Regions from separate parts of the Mus musculus genome. Here region 2 is linked to region 1. The links are chromatin contacts, called in public Hi-C maps. All regions are on one chromosome and are shown on one strand. Each heading gives the region's core, a stretch centred on a gene start, on an enhancer-like site or on the middle of the called end of the contact. The rest is flanking DNA. Distances are from core to core; before and after follow the strand shown. Region 1 holds the start of Cic (capicua transcriptional repressor). Region 2 holds the start of 2310022A10Rik (RIKEN cDNA 2310022A10 gene).

Region 1 (3,214 bases), core at 393-2,892:
GAGTAGGAACTATGGCAAGGGCACAAGCCCCTGGCTTCTAAGATTAAGTGGACCTTAGGTGGAGCTGTTTCTGATCCCAGTTGTTAACAGAATTTTATCTCAGTTGGTTCCTGCCAGTTCTTCCGTGTTTGCATTCCTCTGTTTTGTGTAAGAATCCAGTAACCTCTTTGTACCTTGCTGGTGTCACCCATCTTCCCTATTTTCTTCTGTATAAAAAGTTTGATGCTCAATTTGACAAATTACATTCAGATCCACACTCCCTTGTGTTGAGTCTGTCCATCCATTCCCGCTGACTCCTTGCCCACCTGAGACTAGAGACCCGTTCCATGCAGACAAGGGATCAATAGGGTCTGCGGCACGGTGGGAACTTCCTGTAGATATCGAGAAGTTGCCTCACTGTAAGTGCCATAGATAATGGGTGCTTTTTGCATGTCCTATGTGAAGCAGCCATATATCCCAGAACATTCTCTTACAGAGCATAGTGCAAGCATAAGGAAAGCAGAATAACTAAAAGCAGCTCAATGAGAAAGGGGTTTATCTCAACTTATATTTCATCAAGCCCATCTGAAGGGGCGTCAGGGCAGGAACTCTGGGCAAGAATTCAATGGGGAAGCCATGCAAGAACCCTTCATAATGGCTTGCTCTCCATGGTTTGTTTCGCCTGCTTCCCAGGACCACTTTCTCAGGGGTTGCACCCACCCACAATGGGTTGGACCCTCCTACACCAACCACTAATTAAGATAGTACTGCACTGACTTGCCTACAGGGCAATCTTTTGGAGACAATTGGGGTTCACTCTATGTCAGGATTTGGTACTTGTGTCAACTTAAAAACTAACCAGCACCAACAGTAAGATGTGCTACAATAGACCAGATGTGTGTGTGTGTGTGTGTTTCACTATTACAGTCTTGAGTATCCATCATATGCAAGAGAAACCTTCATTAGAGGAGGAGTACACCATTCTCCATTATCCTTTGATCCAAGGGAAACCTGATGGGAAGACTGAAGCTAGGGATAGTCACACCTGGTGTAAACTCGGCACCGGGGCAACAGCTGTCTATGCCTCAGAGGGTATGTGGCACATGCTCTTCTCCTCACCTCCGGTGTGACACCCACCCCAAGATTTTTACACATCTTTCCTCAGGTGTGAAAAGCCATAGGGCTATTCGCCTTCGGAATGAAGTGTGAAACCCCAGGAAGTGACGCAAAAGAAAAGTTTGGAGATTGGAGGGTGCGATCAGAAAAGTGCGCCGTCCTAAAATCAAAAAGTCTTGGAGTTGACATCACGGCCACAGGCCACGCGGGTTGCCAGTACTGCAGAGCGCGCTACCCTACAACCGCAGGTCCTCTCTCCTTCTGGTGGCAACAGGGCTTTCCGCGGGGCCGCGCCAGACTTTTTGAGACTGTTGATTGGCCGTAGTCCGGCCACCCGACAGCCAATCATGCAGAGGAAAGGTGACATCACTAGTTCTCCTCCCATCCCCCTACCCCAAACTTCTCTACTCTGGTTTACCAGCACCAACAACCACGTGGGGGAGGGGTAAGAGAGTAGAACCGGTGAGGTCATTGCACCGCCCCTGCCGTTGCTGATTGGCTGCGGGGCTCGCGGGTGTCGGTTGGCTGCTCTTTGCACCTCCCCCTCGTGCCGCTACAGCCGCCTCAGCGAGGAGCCACTGGCGACGCCAGAGCCAGCAATCCGGGTGAGTCGGGGCCCTGGGTCTAAGATGTTCCCAGTGTCCAGCGAGACTCAGGAGGAGCTGCCCTTTCCGACTTTTTCTCTTCGCCCGGGTTCTTTGGAGCTCCATGCACTCTGTCACATGGGAGTTGTAGTCTGACTTATGCTTCTGACTACGGGCCGGATACAGAAGAAGACTACTATTCCCAGCAGGCATTGCGTTCAGCTGGTCAACAAACCCTCGGGCCACGCCTCTCGAGCTTGTTTATTGGAGGGCATATCCTTTAGTCCCGCCTCCCTTCATTTTATTGGTTACTGTCCCTCGCAGGGGGTGGTTTCTTGCTTAAGATGGATGGTGATTGGGTACTGTAATTGTCATTCGGCATATAAATAGTCTGTTAATTGGTTAAAGGAGGTGTCCATTACTTGTTGTAAGGTAGAGTTCTAGGCAGATCAGGCAGTCGTAGGCTTAGGTTGGTGTCGGTCCCGGAGGGAGGCCGGTCTTGGAATTTGACCCCGCCCCTTGGCGCTGCCGGAAGAGCGCAATTGGTGGTAGCAAGTGTCGCTTGCGGATGATAGGCGGAGCCGACTAGACAGCGAATATCTATTGGTCTAGGTTGGCGCCGGTCACCGGGGTTGTGGCCGTTTATTGGCTGGTTGCTCCAGCTGTTGCAGGTCCATTCACCATTTTGTGTGTTGGAGTAAAAAAAAAAGGGAGAATCGAGAGGGAGAGCCGGAGGGGGGGCGGGGAGGGACCGGACCGGACTGAGCCGGGGCCACGGCCCCCCGCCCCGAAACCCCGCGGAGCCCGAGGTGAAGGGCGGGGCTAGGGCTGACACTGCGTGGGGGTGGAGGGGAGCTGGAGGCCGAGAGGGGACAGGTGGCAGGGACGGGAAAGGGGTACAGGGCAAAAGAGGTGGGCGGAATGGTGTGGGAAGGGGTGACAGAGTGGAAGAAGTGGTAGGAAGTGGGGAGTGACAGAAAAGGAGCAACTAGGGGAGAGTACTGATAACAGGAATGGAGGGGTAACAGGATTAGATCAGGGTGACAGGGAGAGGAAGGGGACCGAGTTGGAGGGGGTGATAAAGAGAGGCGATGGGCAGAGGTGTCAGATTTGGAGGTCTAGAGATGGCCGACAGAAGAGTGAATAGGAGGAATAGGTGATATAAATAAATGGGGGTGACCAGCGGGGGGGGGTAACAGGAGGGGGCCTAGTATCTGAGAAAATAAGGTAGAGGTGGTGACAAGATGGGAGAGAGTGGCAAGCGAAGATGGTGTCAGGAGGGTGGATGGAAATAGAGAGGATGAGACCCTAAAGGGCATGGGGTGGCCTCAGCTTCAGGAGTTTCACGTTCTGAAAGGGAGGTGAGGGCCCGCGGGACCCTGGGTAGTAGTTAGCTATGGTGCACAGGAAGAAGGTAGGCCCCAAGAAAGAGAGGTCTGGCTCTGGGGTAAAGAGACCAGTCCAGGTAACAGGGGTAAGGGATGTTGGCTGGTGTGCTTGTAGGCCCTGGGTGGGGTGTAAAGGTTTATGTTTGG
Region 2 (3,214 bases), core at 483-2,982, 2.3 Mb after region 1:
TCCAAAACCTGCCCAATTTAAGTTTACAGCTTGTAAACAAAATGCCAGGACTGTGTATCTTTTATATAGGCTAGCTAAAACATAATAATTCATTTTTACAAACACCTATAGGCAGAGGTAAGAGGATCAGGAATTCAAGACCACATATGGCTACATATGGAATTCAAAGCCTGCCTAAGCTACACAAGGCTCAGCCAACAAATGAACAAACGCTCAGAATTCACATTTTCCTGGTAGTGTCCCCATGCGCTTTTGTTGTTGTTTGACAGTTTCGTGTAGCTCAGGTTGGCCTTGAACTTGTAATGTATCAGAGGCTGAGGTAGAGATCCTCCTGCTTTAGCTCCTGGACATTGGGTTTACAGACACACAAACCTGTTGGCTACTGTGCATTTTACAAATGGGAAAGCAGGAATTGGAGAGGCATGGTTTGGTGGCCTGGGTTTCCCACAGGTTTAGGGGTGAAGCTGGGACCCTGGGATACCATAGAATACCATATAATATCCCACACCATGGAAATATGTGAAACGTGTACCCACAGAGGAGGGAAAGCTATAAGGCTGGGTGGCTCCTTGTGGGTAATGCTGAATACAGATGTGTTAGTGGAGAGATGGAGACACCAGGGCGATTTGAGGGTAATCTAAGGGGAGATGGAAACAGGAAGTACAAGAATAACTGGTATGAAGAGATTTAGGGGAAATGGGGGTTTCATGAAGGAGATGTGTGGGTGACTAAGACAATGATGACAGAGAGACCGGCTCATCAGTGCTTGCAATCCCCACACTCAGGAGGCTGAGCAATTGGATCTAAAATTCAAGGCCAGCCTGAGTTGCACTGGTGACTGAATGCTAATCTCCCGCACAGGTACCCAGTGCTAACAAAGATGGAAGAGTGACCAGCGGAGCACTGGGGACAGCAGGGGCGTGTCTGAGCTGACATACTTTGAGGTTACAAGGAGACCCTGTCACATAAAAAGAGAAAACTGAGCATATAAGGCCAATCAGGGCTTAAGGGGAATGAAAATGAATAAAAAGGACAATGTTTGTGCTGAAGAGATGGTGCAGCAGTTAAAAGCACTTGTTGCTCTTCCAAAGGACCTGAACTAGAAAACCCAGCATTCACATGGGATGGCTCACAACCATTCGTAACTACAAATCCAGGGAATTAGACATCTTCTGATCTCCTCGGGTAAATGCAGTCACAGATACTCAATTAATTGTAAACAAACAAAAAAACAAAAATTACTTCTTAAAGGAGGGGGCGATGTGAGAGAGGTCATGGCGTCAGAAGGGGAGGGGTGGTGACGATTTAAGTGGGGTATGATTTAAGAGAAGGGATGAGGGCACCTAAGTGGGCCAAGGACGATATAGAAGAGATGCATTATAGACGAGAGGGTGACACAGGGAGGGCAGCCAAGGTGTCGCGCACCAGATCGCACAGTACCTGCACGTCAGAGTCTTCTACTCCAGAACCTAGCCCCGCCTTCCCGCCCACCTGTGCGCAGGCGCAGTCGCGCTAGACTGCGGGCAGGGTGGGGGCTAGACTTGATCCTTTCTGATTGGCGGCGTTCTTCGCGACCGAGGCTCTGTGTTGTCATGTGATGGTCGCCGCCCCACACTCTCTTGCTGGTTGGAGGCTAGGAGGGCTAGAGCGGCTGGTGGAAGGTGCAGTCTGGCTTCCGGTATCAAGGGCAGGACTTCCGGGGCGGGCGGCCCAGGCCGAGGGAGGAGTGTCTGACAGTTGGCGCGACCCGGAGGGCGGGCGGGCGCCTCGTGGGGGTGCGGGCCCCAGAGTGCCAGGTGAGGTGCGGGACTGGGACGGAGGAGGTTAGGGATGGAGATACGGGGTGGCCGGGGGTCTGGACTTCCCGCGCAGCCCATACTGTACGATCAGATAAATGATTTCTCTTTCTGAGCCTCAGTTTCCTCTTCTGTACAATGGGGGCCCAGAAGCTGACCGTAGAACCCGTGTAATGGGACGTCAGGTCGTGCACACCCGTTCTGCTCTCAGAGCTCTCCATGTTACTCTTCCATCCTCGTTAGCACTGATGATGGGTACCCGCGCGGGAGCTGCCCGAGCTAGCAGGCCAGCGGGTTTGGGTTCTAATCCCAGCTTCCCTTTGCAAGAACTGGGCCTGTGTCATTACCTTTCTGAGCCCAAGTTTTCTCTGTTTAGTGAAAACCGATAATCTCAGGCTCCTATGTTCGTCGTGTGGATCCTGATGAATGTCTTTGGCATACCAACAGCTCGGTGGATCGGGATTGTAGCTGAGAGTTCTAACAACATAGAGGAGGGAAGCCCAAAGGAAGCAAAACAACAGTCAAGAAGATTGTTTGCCTCTTTCCTGAGTCCTGAAATAGCGATTTAAAATAATGACTAATGCATGTTCCTCAATTTAAAAGGGGGCATTTTGCATTGTTATCCTAGCCAGGAGAAGGGAACCTTAACTTGAAATACAATAGAAATAGAACATTCCTCTTCATTTGTGGGCAGTAAATGAAAGATACTTGAAAAGTTGTTTTGTTTGTGTGTTTGTTTGTTTATTTACTTATTTATTATTTTTGAAGCTGGGTCTCTGTTTGTAGCTCTTTCTGTCGTGGAACTCACTACATAGACCAGGTTGGCTTTGAACTCACAGATAAACTGCCTGCCTCTGCCCCTCTACCCAGTGCTGGGATTAAAAGCCTCTGCTATCATGCCAGGGTGGCTAAATAGTCTTATATACTTGGTTTCCACCTCACATCTGCATGCAACTTACATTAGGTCTACAACTGTCCCAGTCTGTCACTAGTTTAGTTCAGATTTAATGAATACCTGTCAGACGTAGTTGTAGGAACTTTGAGTTTGCTGTTTTAACCCCTCTAATATATATATTTTTTAATTTTAAATGACATGTTTTATTACACTGTATGTAAAACCAGAGGATAGCTTGGCCTGGTGGCCTTTACCTACTTAGCCTACTTATCTCTCTGCCCCTCCCCACCTGCCGCCCCCCCCCCCCCCAGGAGAAAAGCAGAGGTACTTGTTTTTAATTTTTTTCCCCATTGATGTACCTGCCCATGCATTTCTGTGGAGATTAGGAAAAGTTTTGGGAGTCAGTTCTCTTTCTCCGAGTGGGATGCCGGTTCAGGCGACAGAACTCCTGTTGTCTGACTTGATGGCAGGCACCTTTGAGTAGGTTGTCCTATCATTTACTTTAAAGTCCTGGCAATGGAAC

Evidence for each region. A called contact is a pair of places that touch in the nucleus more often than the background predicts.
Region 2: a Hi-C map of B cells shows a contact between it and region 1, with 5 read pairs. The contact joins the promoter of 2310022A10Rik here to the promoter of Cic in region 1. A contact is called at or near these places in 1 of 39 promoter capture datasets (cranial neural crest) and 1 of 484 Hi-C or Micro-C datasets (B cells).

What each region holds. Positions count from the first base shown.
Region 1 is chr7:25,266,057-25,269,270 of GRCm38.p6, forward strand. It overlaps Cic (capicua transcriptional repressor), which reads left to right and starts at 1,643. Exons shown (of 21, transcript NM_001302811.1): 1 at 1,643-1,700. It overlaps Gm45974 (a long non-coding RNA gene), which reads right to left. Exons shown (of 3, transcript XR_001778066.2): 3 at 2,277-2,341.
Region 2 is chr7:27,551,558-27,554,771 of GRCm38.p6, forward strand. It overlaps 2310022A10Rik (RIKEN cDNA 2310022A10 gene), which reads left to right and starts at 1,733. Exons shown (of 10, transcript NM_175107.5): 1 at 1,733-1,796. Pld3 (phospholipase D family, member 3) reads right to left here and starts at 1,661. Exons shown (of 14, transcript NM_011116.2): 1 at 1,441-1,661.